Linked DNA regions of Zea mays: all the other regions are linked to region 2. The links are chromatin contacts, called in public Hi-C maps. All regions are on one chromosome and are shown on one strand. Each heading gives the region's core, a stretch centred on a gene start, on an enhancer-like site or on the middle of the called end of the contact. The rest is flanking DNA. Distances are from core to core; before and after follow the strand shown.

What was found. A called contact is a pair of places that touch in the nucleus more often than the background predicts.
Region 1: a contact with region 2 is called in a Hi-C map of ear, with 2.5 times the contacts expected there. The contact joins the promoter of LOC103653918 here to the promoter of LOC542709 in region 2. A contact is called at or near these places in 9 of 25 Hi-C or Micro-C datasets (ear, leaf, leaf mesophyll and 2 more).
Region 3: a contact with region 2 is called in a Hi-C map of tassel, with 3 times the contacts expected there. The contact joins the promoter of LOC103655619 here to the promoter of LOC542709 in region 2. A contact is called at or near these places in 7 of 25 Hi-C or Micro-C datasets (ear, endosperm, leaf and 2 more).

The regions. Positions count from the first base shown.
Region 1 is chr4:161,709,954-161,712,653 of Zm-B73-REFERENCE-NAM-5.0, forward strand. It overlaps LOC103653918 (heavy metal-associated isoprenylated plant protein 45), which reads left to right and starts at 1,317. Exons shown (of 3, transcript XM_008680723.4): 1 at 1,317-1,946; 2 at 2,058-2,133; 3 at 2,248-2,700. The coding sequence starts at 1,893. The coding sequence ends at 2,570.
Region 2 is chr4:161,395,952-161,398,651 of Zm-B73-REFERENCE-NAM-5.0, forward strand. LOC542709 (MADS box protein) reads left to right here and starts at 1,301. Exons shown (of 8, transcript NM_001112222.2): 1 at 1,301-1,610. The coding sequence starts at 1,429.
Region 3 is chr4:161,661,514-161,664,213 of Zm-B73-REFERENCE-NAM-5.0, forward strand. It overlaps LOC103655619 (B3 domain-containing protein Os02g0683500), which reads right to left and starts at 1,318. Exons shown (of 1, transcript XM_020552654.3): 1 at 1-1,318. The coding sequence starts at 553.

The DNA.
Region 1 (2,700 bases), core at 67-2,566, 310 kb after region 2:
CTAACTGAATCAGTTCAGTTAAAAGAAGGCCGAGCATCATTGTCCTTCGATCAGGTCAATACTTTTAGATAAGAACGTACGTGAACAGCAAGATGAGGACACTTCAACAAATAACAAGACGTGAACAGCAAGATCATGAGATATGACTATATGAGGCCAATTCTCCCAGGTAGCCTGCTCACGCGCGTCCTTACTCTTCACCAAAAAAAAACACACATCCATCTGCATATTGCAACAATATTAATATACTCATAGTAGCAGCAGTGCAGCTGCAACTACTAGGCGATAGACTGATAATGATCTCTGACTTGAACAAGCTTAAATTATATCGCTAAAAGTTTTTTTTTCCTAAAGAAAGGTAGCCATAAGTAAAAGGCAAAGACATGCCATCTGGCAATCTCCCTGAAGACTCCAACAGACATCGTAATAAAACTCACTGCATTCAAGCATTTAACTAACATCAGCACCATCTGCATAATAGAAAATTTAAAAGTTTACAAGTGTACTTTGTCAACCAGGTTAACCTTGTGCCCACTGATTGTTGAAATTCATTAACTTTATAGTCCAGTTCTCCGGGAAAGCATTACTGCAGGTTGGCTATTTCAGTTTCAGACTATGATATGAATACAGAGAACACACAGAATCACATCGATTCAATCTATCAAATGGTTTAAGATTAATACTCTGAACTTTCTTTGTTTCCCAAATTTGTTGGGAGCAACTGGGAAAGAGAAACGAACAAACATATAGTTTGACCTGAAATTCAGTTTCCTTTACCACTGACAGCAAGTTCATGGGTGCAGTCAAAGCTCTTGGTCTCTTGGGTGGAGTTAGCCGGAGGTATAAATGGCCGGCTTCTGCAGCTTCTACACTATAAATTGCAGCTGCCGCAATTCAAACAACTAGCTATAATCTAAAACAAACATTGATTGATATTTTCATGGTTTATACTACCCTATTTTTAAATTTTTATCGTCCACTAATTTATTTTTGAAAAAACTAAAACACGGTAAATAAAAAAACCGAGGGAGAGTGTCTCTTTGCATCATCTCTGTATAAAGGTCGAAGACAAACAGATACAAATTTGTTGTGGTTTTTCACTTACAAAATTACGCATCTGCGCCATAATATTATGAAATAACTGCGGACTTAATTTCAGAACAAGTATCTGATTATGATATGACTAAAGCAATACCTATAATGTTTACATCTGGGCCGGTAGTTTATTAATACAGTAGAAGTGTTTTCTTGCTTATACAGTGCAATTAATTAGTCCTCAGGTATTTTATATAACTAATGGTTACATCGTCATTGCTGGATTAACTTATATATTTTTTTCATAATTACTTACTTTACATTAAGAAAGAATACAGAATAACTTATGTCTTTATCTCTCATGCGTTATTTTTATCGTATTATTTTCTAGTAAGAAAAAAACAAGATTTTTATACCTTTTTCATGCCTCAACTTTGTCCAGGAAAAAAAAGAGATATCTTCGATAGAGGTCAGATTGATCCCAGCAAAAGCAATCAGCCTGGCGACCGAAACCGATCGGACATGGGCCAAAAATCTCATCCATTATCTGGCCCTGCCGGTGATACGACATTGTTCTGCACCCAAGATGTCGAGGCCCTTCCCGGCCAACAGATATCTTTTCCCGGAGAACAATATTTGCTCGTGGCGCATATATCCCCGTCCCTGGCCTCGCGTATTGGGAGACGCCGTGCTGCTTTGGAATGGGCGAACTGCGATCGGTGTCGCTCTCGTGCAACTTACCGTGAACGTCGGCCTCCTATCGCTCGCGGCAGTATTTATACGCTTCGTCCCAGCTGCACTCCTCCACCGCCGCCCATCGATCCAAGCCGGCGGTCGGCTTGGACGGTGGCTGGAAAATGCTTCGCTTTTGGAGGACGCAGAGGAGCACCACCTCGTCGAACGCGTTGTCGGTGAGTGACCCCATTTGTGAATGAGAAAGCAGAGAAGACGGTAGCTTCTCTTCATCTCTTGTTCTCTCTCTCTCTCAGCCTCATGGCTTTGCATTTCTGTGGCTATGCTAGGTCGTGGAGATGAACGTGCACATGGACTGCGACGGCTGCGAGAAGCGAGTGAGGAAGGCCATGTCCCAGCTGGAAGGCACGCACGACTGATTCCATTCCTCCATCCTGTTCATCAGAAATATATACCAACAAAACCCAATTCCGATCCATCAGGAGTATGCATGACAGATATGCTAGCTGTGCAGTGCAGGAGTGAGCTCGGTGGAGATCGACATGGATCGGCAGAAGGTGACAGTGACAGGGTACGTGGACCGGCGGGAGGCGCTGCGCGCGGCGCGGCGGACCGGCAGGGCGGCGGAGTTCTGGCCGTGGCCGTACGACGGCGAGTACTACCCGTTCGCGATCCAGTACCTGGAGGACAACACGTACATGGCCACCAACAAGTACTACCGCCACGGCTACAACGACCCCACGATCGGATCCTACCCCTGCCACGCCTTCACGCATGTCCTCGACGACGACGCGCTCGCCGTCTTCCACGACGACAATGTCCACGCCTGCGCCGTGATGTGATGTACGTGATGCGAAGAAGAAGAAGAAGAAGAAGACAGTATGCGCGTAGTACTCACTGCTGGTATGTGGTATTCACATGTAAAACCTGATTTCACTACGACCTCGAAGAAAGGAGAGTTAATTCCATCTT
Region 2 (2,700 bases), core at 51-2,550:
AGGACCGACAACAATGACCACTCACCATCGTCGGGGTAGCTTTTGTGTTGGCCTGTCTTTAATTCTCTTCGCAAACACACACTTGTATTTTTTTTGTTTAAGCAAGCGTGTATGGCGGTGCGTGCCTGATGACTAACGATGTACGACGGAACTTCTATCGGCAGGTGTGGTACGTGCTCTCTAATGATGAGACCATGCAAATTATGACATATATCGAAGTCTGTATGATACTGATGGTTGCAATGTAGTAGTGAAACAACTAAATTAAAATAACAAAATTTATGTATGGCTAGGATCACAAATGGATTATGAAATATTTTCTTATAATAATATAAGACACATTTTGTATATAAGTTATCATAGTATTATATGTTCCCGTTGCAACGCACGGGTACTATACATGAGGAGTGGGTTGATTCCACTAAAATTGATGGAATGAACTTATTATGCATCAACTCATAAAGCATAGAGTGATTCCACAAACCAAACACACCATTAGTTTATTGACCAACCTCAGTTCTTTGATATATAAAAGTTGTTTGATCCGTGTGCAACAAATAGTTTTTCAGGAATTTGGGACGTACCCCATCTCTTAAATGTCTAGACTGATTGGACATATTAATCTAATTTTAGTAGCTAAGTATTAGCTCTCAAACACCTCCTGGGAATGCTGCCCTAAAAATGGAATATCGGTACGTCGGATCGGAGAAAGGTTGGGGTATCGTGGTCCAAAGCATGCGAAAGCAACGGCGCAGGGCTGGAAACCTGAGACCAGGTGAGGTGCACGACGACATGCATATGGTTTGGGTTAGGCCTAGGAGCTGGTTCTCTCTCCATGCATGGTCAGCTCGCCGCTTTTGCCGCCTTCGTGTATGGCTTGCCCCATGCCATGCATCGCGCCGTGTACACTTGTGGCGTAGGGGCGGGGCCGCCGCATCGGAGCGCCCCCGTTTCGGCACGGTCCTCCCAGTTTTAGGGTAAACCCAGCTAGGGTAGTGGGGGTAACTGGCCAGCGCCACTCCAAATCTACCCTCCTTCAATTTAAAGCTGAGAAATACTGTAGTATATACTAGAGTAGAGCGAGAGAAGGGAGATGTGGATAGATGGGTGGATGGGGACGCGTGAAAAAGATGCGAGAGAGAAGAGACGACCGGACAGGCAGCCACACACAGTAACAGTAGTGAACCCTGCCCCTTTTCCCGGTCTCTCCACTGATATTCCGCTCCTGTCCCTGTCCTCCCCGGACGGAGCTAATAGAGCCGGCTCTGCTCATCATTATATCGTCGCGCACAAATGCGAAGCCTAGCAGCACTTGTGTCCGGCGGCCTTGTGTTCGTGGGGGATGTGTGGCATATTAGCTAGCTGATAAGCGGCCGGCCGAAGAGCAAGCGCAGTGAGAAGAAGAAGCTCGGATCGGAGGAGGTCGGCATGGGGAGGGGACGCGTCGAGCTGAAGCGGATCGAGAACAAGATCAACCGCCAGGTCACCTTCTCCAAGCGCCGCAACGGCCTGCTCAAGAAGGCCTACGAGCTCTCCGTGCTCTGCGACGCCGAGGTCGCGCTCATCATCTTCTCCGGCCGCGGCAAGCTCTACGAGTTCGGCAGCGCCGGGTAGGCGATCCATCCATCCATCCACACATGCACAGCGGCCTGCGGGCCGCGGTGCCACTAAATTGCTTTTAATTCTTAGTCTCTGCAAGCAGATCTGCTAGGTTTTTTTGGCAGCAAGGAAGGAATTAAGGAAAGCACGTAGCCGAGCGGTGGTGTGGTATTTTATTCCTGCTATCTGCGTGTGTATCTGCGCGCGCGTAGGGGCATGGGCATGGCAATGGCATGGCGGTGTTCATACAATAAAAAAGCAGGCGGGTGGATCCCGAGTTCCCGACATCCTTTCAGCGGATCTACGAGCCCTACGCTCTGCCTCTTTTTCTTCCAGCTTCTCCGGGCACTTGAAGGAGTTGCCCACCCACGCACGCACACACACGGTACACCCCTTTCCTCCATCTTCTCCGGGTATCTGGAGTGGCCATCTTTCGTGTGTGTCGTCGTTGGAGCATGCGCGTGTCAGAGAAACGCCGGCCGGTTTGATTGCTGAGCTAATAGGGGAATCGTCGTCGTCGGGGTGGAAGAGGGTACGTAGAGTGGGTGTTAATAACACCGTACCGATGTGGTCCTCCGAGAGGGGAAAGGGTGGTATGTTCTTTCCGTTTTGATCCAGCTCCTGCTTATATGAAAACCCTGCTGACCGCTTGTCTTGGCACTTGTTGTTGCTCAACTGGGCCTCTGGCCACGCCTCCATCTTATTTCCAGATCTCTATCTCTCTTGCTCGATTGCTCCGCTTGTTGCTTCTTTCTTTTTTCTCTTTCACGATTTCATGCCCCTTTGCTCGGCAATACGAATTTAGATTTTTCATTACGTTTTCTCTCCATACAAGATCGATTTAGATCTGCTTGAGATTTTCAGGAGGGCCTCAGCACATTTTAAGTGGAAAGCTCAAAGCATGATGAAAATCTTTCTGTTTCACGCACCCGTACTATTTCTGCTTTGGTATTTTTGTCTTTGTTCTCATTTTATGCGTCTGCATCAGTACTATACTCAACCATGAGTGGTCGCTCTTTCGCCTTTATTGATAGTATGTTGCTCTTGCCCGCACTTGTTGGTTCATGTATTTCACACTTCTTGCTTTGTCTTCCTCTGCTG
Region 3 (2,700 bases), core at 68-2,567, 270 kb after region 2:
GGCGGCGCGCGTCGTCGACGACCTCGGCGGCGGAGCGGGAGCGGGAGAAGGAGACGGTGTCCCCGGCGACGAGGCGCTTTTCCTTGACGAAGCGGCTCCAGCCCTTGGTCATGACGTAGCTCTGGCTGCTGTTCCAGTAGGAGTAGCGGAAGCGCCAGTGCTTGCCGTCGCTGTCCTCGAAGCTGAGGAGGAGGCCCTTCTCGTTACCCGCCGCGTCGAGCGGGAAGTACTTCTCCGCGTACTGCTTCGGGATGACCAGCCTGTTGAGCTTCCCCACGTCGCTCGGCGTCACCACCTTGTCGAACATGTGCTCCTTCTCCACGTCTCCCGAGCCGTCGCCGTCGCCGCCGCTCCCCGACGCTCCGGCGCCATCCGCCGACGCGGAGCGGAAGGGGGCGCAGCTGCTTCCCGAGGCGGACGCGGAAGCTGCCGCCGAAGATGACGCGGCCCCCGGCATGAAAGAGATCTCGCGCATGGAATTGGACACATCCTCCTGCTCCTCGTCCGCCCCATCATTTCTAGAGAATCTCCGGCTCGCGGCGAACTGGTCCATAGCTTCTTCCGCTTACCAGAAGCAGTTATGAGAGGTAGAGGTCTACTACGCTACGCTTGCTTCCTCTGGTATTTCTTGCTCCTCCCTTCCTTTAATTTGCTTCCGCCGCCTGCTTCTTGCCTCCGATCCACTGCACTGGCTGCTACGTAGCAAGCTAGGTTCTGCTGCGATGACAGTCGCTGGAGCTATCTGCTGCTGGGTACGCAGACGCCGCGGCCGCCACACTATAGGGCAGTAGTAGAGAGGGATCGGATCTACCTATGTATGCGTGTACGCAGGCTTGGCGTTACCGACTTGCTGTTGCTCGCTACTCTGGGTCCGGGGAGGGGTAGCCGGCCTGATGGGGGAGATGGGGGAAAGACGGGAGGCATCTATACGGGAAGAAGAATTAGGCCGCCCGCAGGCGTCCCCATTGACGGCTGCACAGCGCGACGTCGCCTTTGGGATGTGGCCAGATGGATGGGGATGGGGATGGCGACGGAGACGGAGACGTACGCGGATAGATGGTGGTGCTTGCCTGCCTTCCTTGGTGGTGGTGGTGAACTGATGATGGTGATGAGCTAGCGAGGTTAATTTGTGGCTGTGGCTAAGCTGCTGCCCTCCTGCGCAGAGCGCCAGCACCAGCGCGTGCTGCTACTGGTAGTGGTACAGTACAGGCGTCCGGCCGGCTCAAACGAAGCTCTCTCCTGGATTTTCTTTTTCTTCAAACTTAAAGGCTTAAAGCGTTTATTTAAAAACGTCTCTGCTCGTGGAGAAGGAAACAGGCGTAGGGTAGAGACTAGAGAGAGACGGAAGCAGCAAAGGTGGGGGTGTACTGTAGTAGCTATAGCTTTATAAAGGGAACGGAGGAGGGGTGTGGGGCCCATGGGCTTCCGCTGGGGTTGGGCTCATGTGATCGATCGTCCTTGTCACTTGTCACTTGTCACCGTGCATATATACGGGTATCAAATATTTGCACCCCACGCGCCTGCCTACGGCTTTGCATGGCCGTATAAATGTCCAAATGTTTGCTATAATCACACATATATAAAACGGTCGACACGGACCCGATCACCATGCATGGGGTCCGATTATTTTTCACCGATGAAAGAACACGTGATAAAGTAAAGTCGTTAGATACATTTGATTCATATATTTTGTAACGTAGTGATTAACTGATAACGTTAAATTATGTTTATTGAACTCCAACTGTAACCACCAGATATCACACTAGAAATTGATACTGATCTATTCAATCTTATTATCGCTTGTACTCAAGTATAAATCATTACCATTATCATTTACGTTATATTTTGCATAGTATAAGGATGCCACAACGTGGAGACCGAGTGAGGCGGGCGTTCACAGCAAATGGTGATGCATCTGTGCTGGTGGCCATGGTGGCGGTGTGCAACAAACATTACATCTGTATGATAGGATCAAGTTTCACACAATATTTGGTGAATCAGCATATAGAAAACAATGTCACACCTTTATTACTTAATCAATACAATTTCTCTACAAAACAACTTAGATAAATTACACCATATGATGACTACGATCCTCCACAACCATAGTTGACTGTGAGATGACGGCCTAAACCTCTCCGAACTTATTTTCATGATCATTCTCCGGCGGTACCTGTTCTTGATCTGGTATGATTATAGCAAGGGTGGGCTCTCATACGGTCATTGCTCAGCAAGTGTGGAAAAAAAGTATAGTGTAAAGTTTACCAAGGATAATGGTTAAGGCTGAGCATTGTTTTTCATTTTGTTGGTCAAAATTTTATTAGCAATCACTAATTATAAGTAAATATCATTAAATACATAGTCAATATTGAAATCCCATAATGCAATGCATAGCAGGTTAAATTTATATCCATAATTTACACATATGAGAGGCACAAGCCGCTCATCACCGTGAGCACGGCTGATATACCAGTTTTACATTCTGCAGAGGTTGCACTTGTTTACCCACAAGATGTGTTCCCTTTTTTTTGTCTCGGGTTGATCGGACCCTTAAACACTTCCAAGGTGAGTTGGCAAGGGCACATTGCGAGGCGTATGCAAAGTTCCACTACATTGAGAAAACCTGCTACGGTTCAGGCAAAAGAAAGTATAGGAATCACTCGTTCGAAAAGCCATCGCAGCATGATCGATATGAGAATC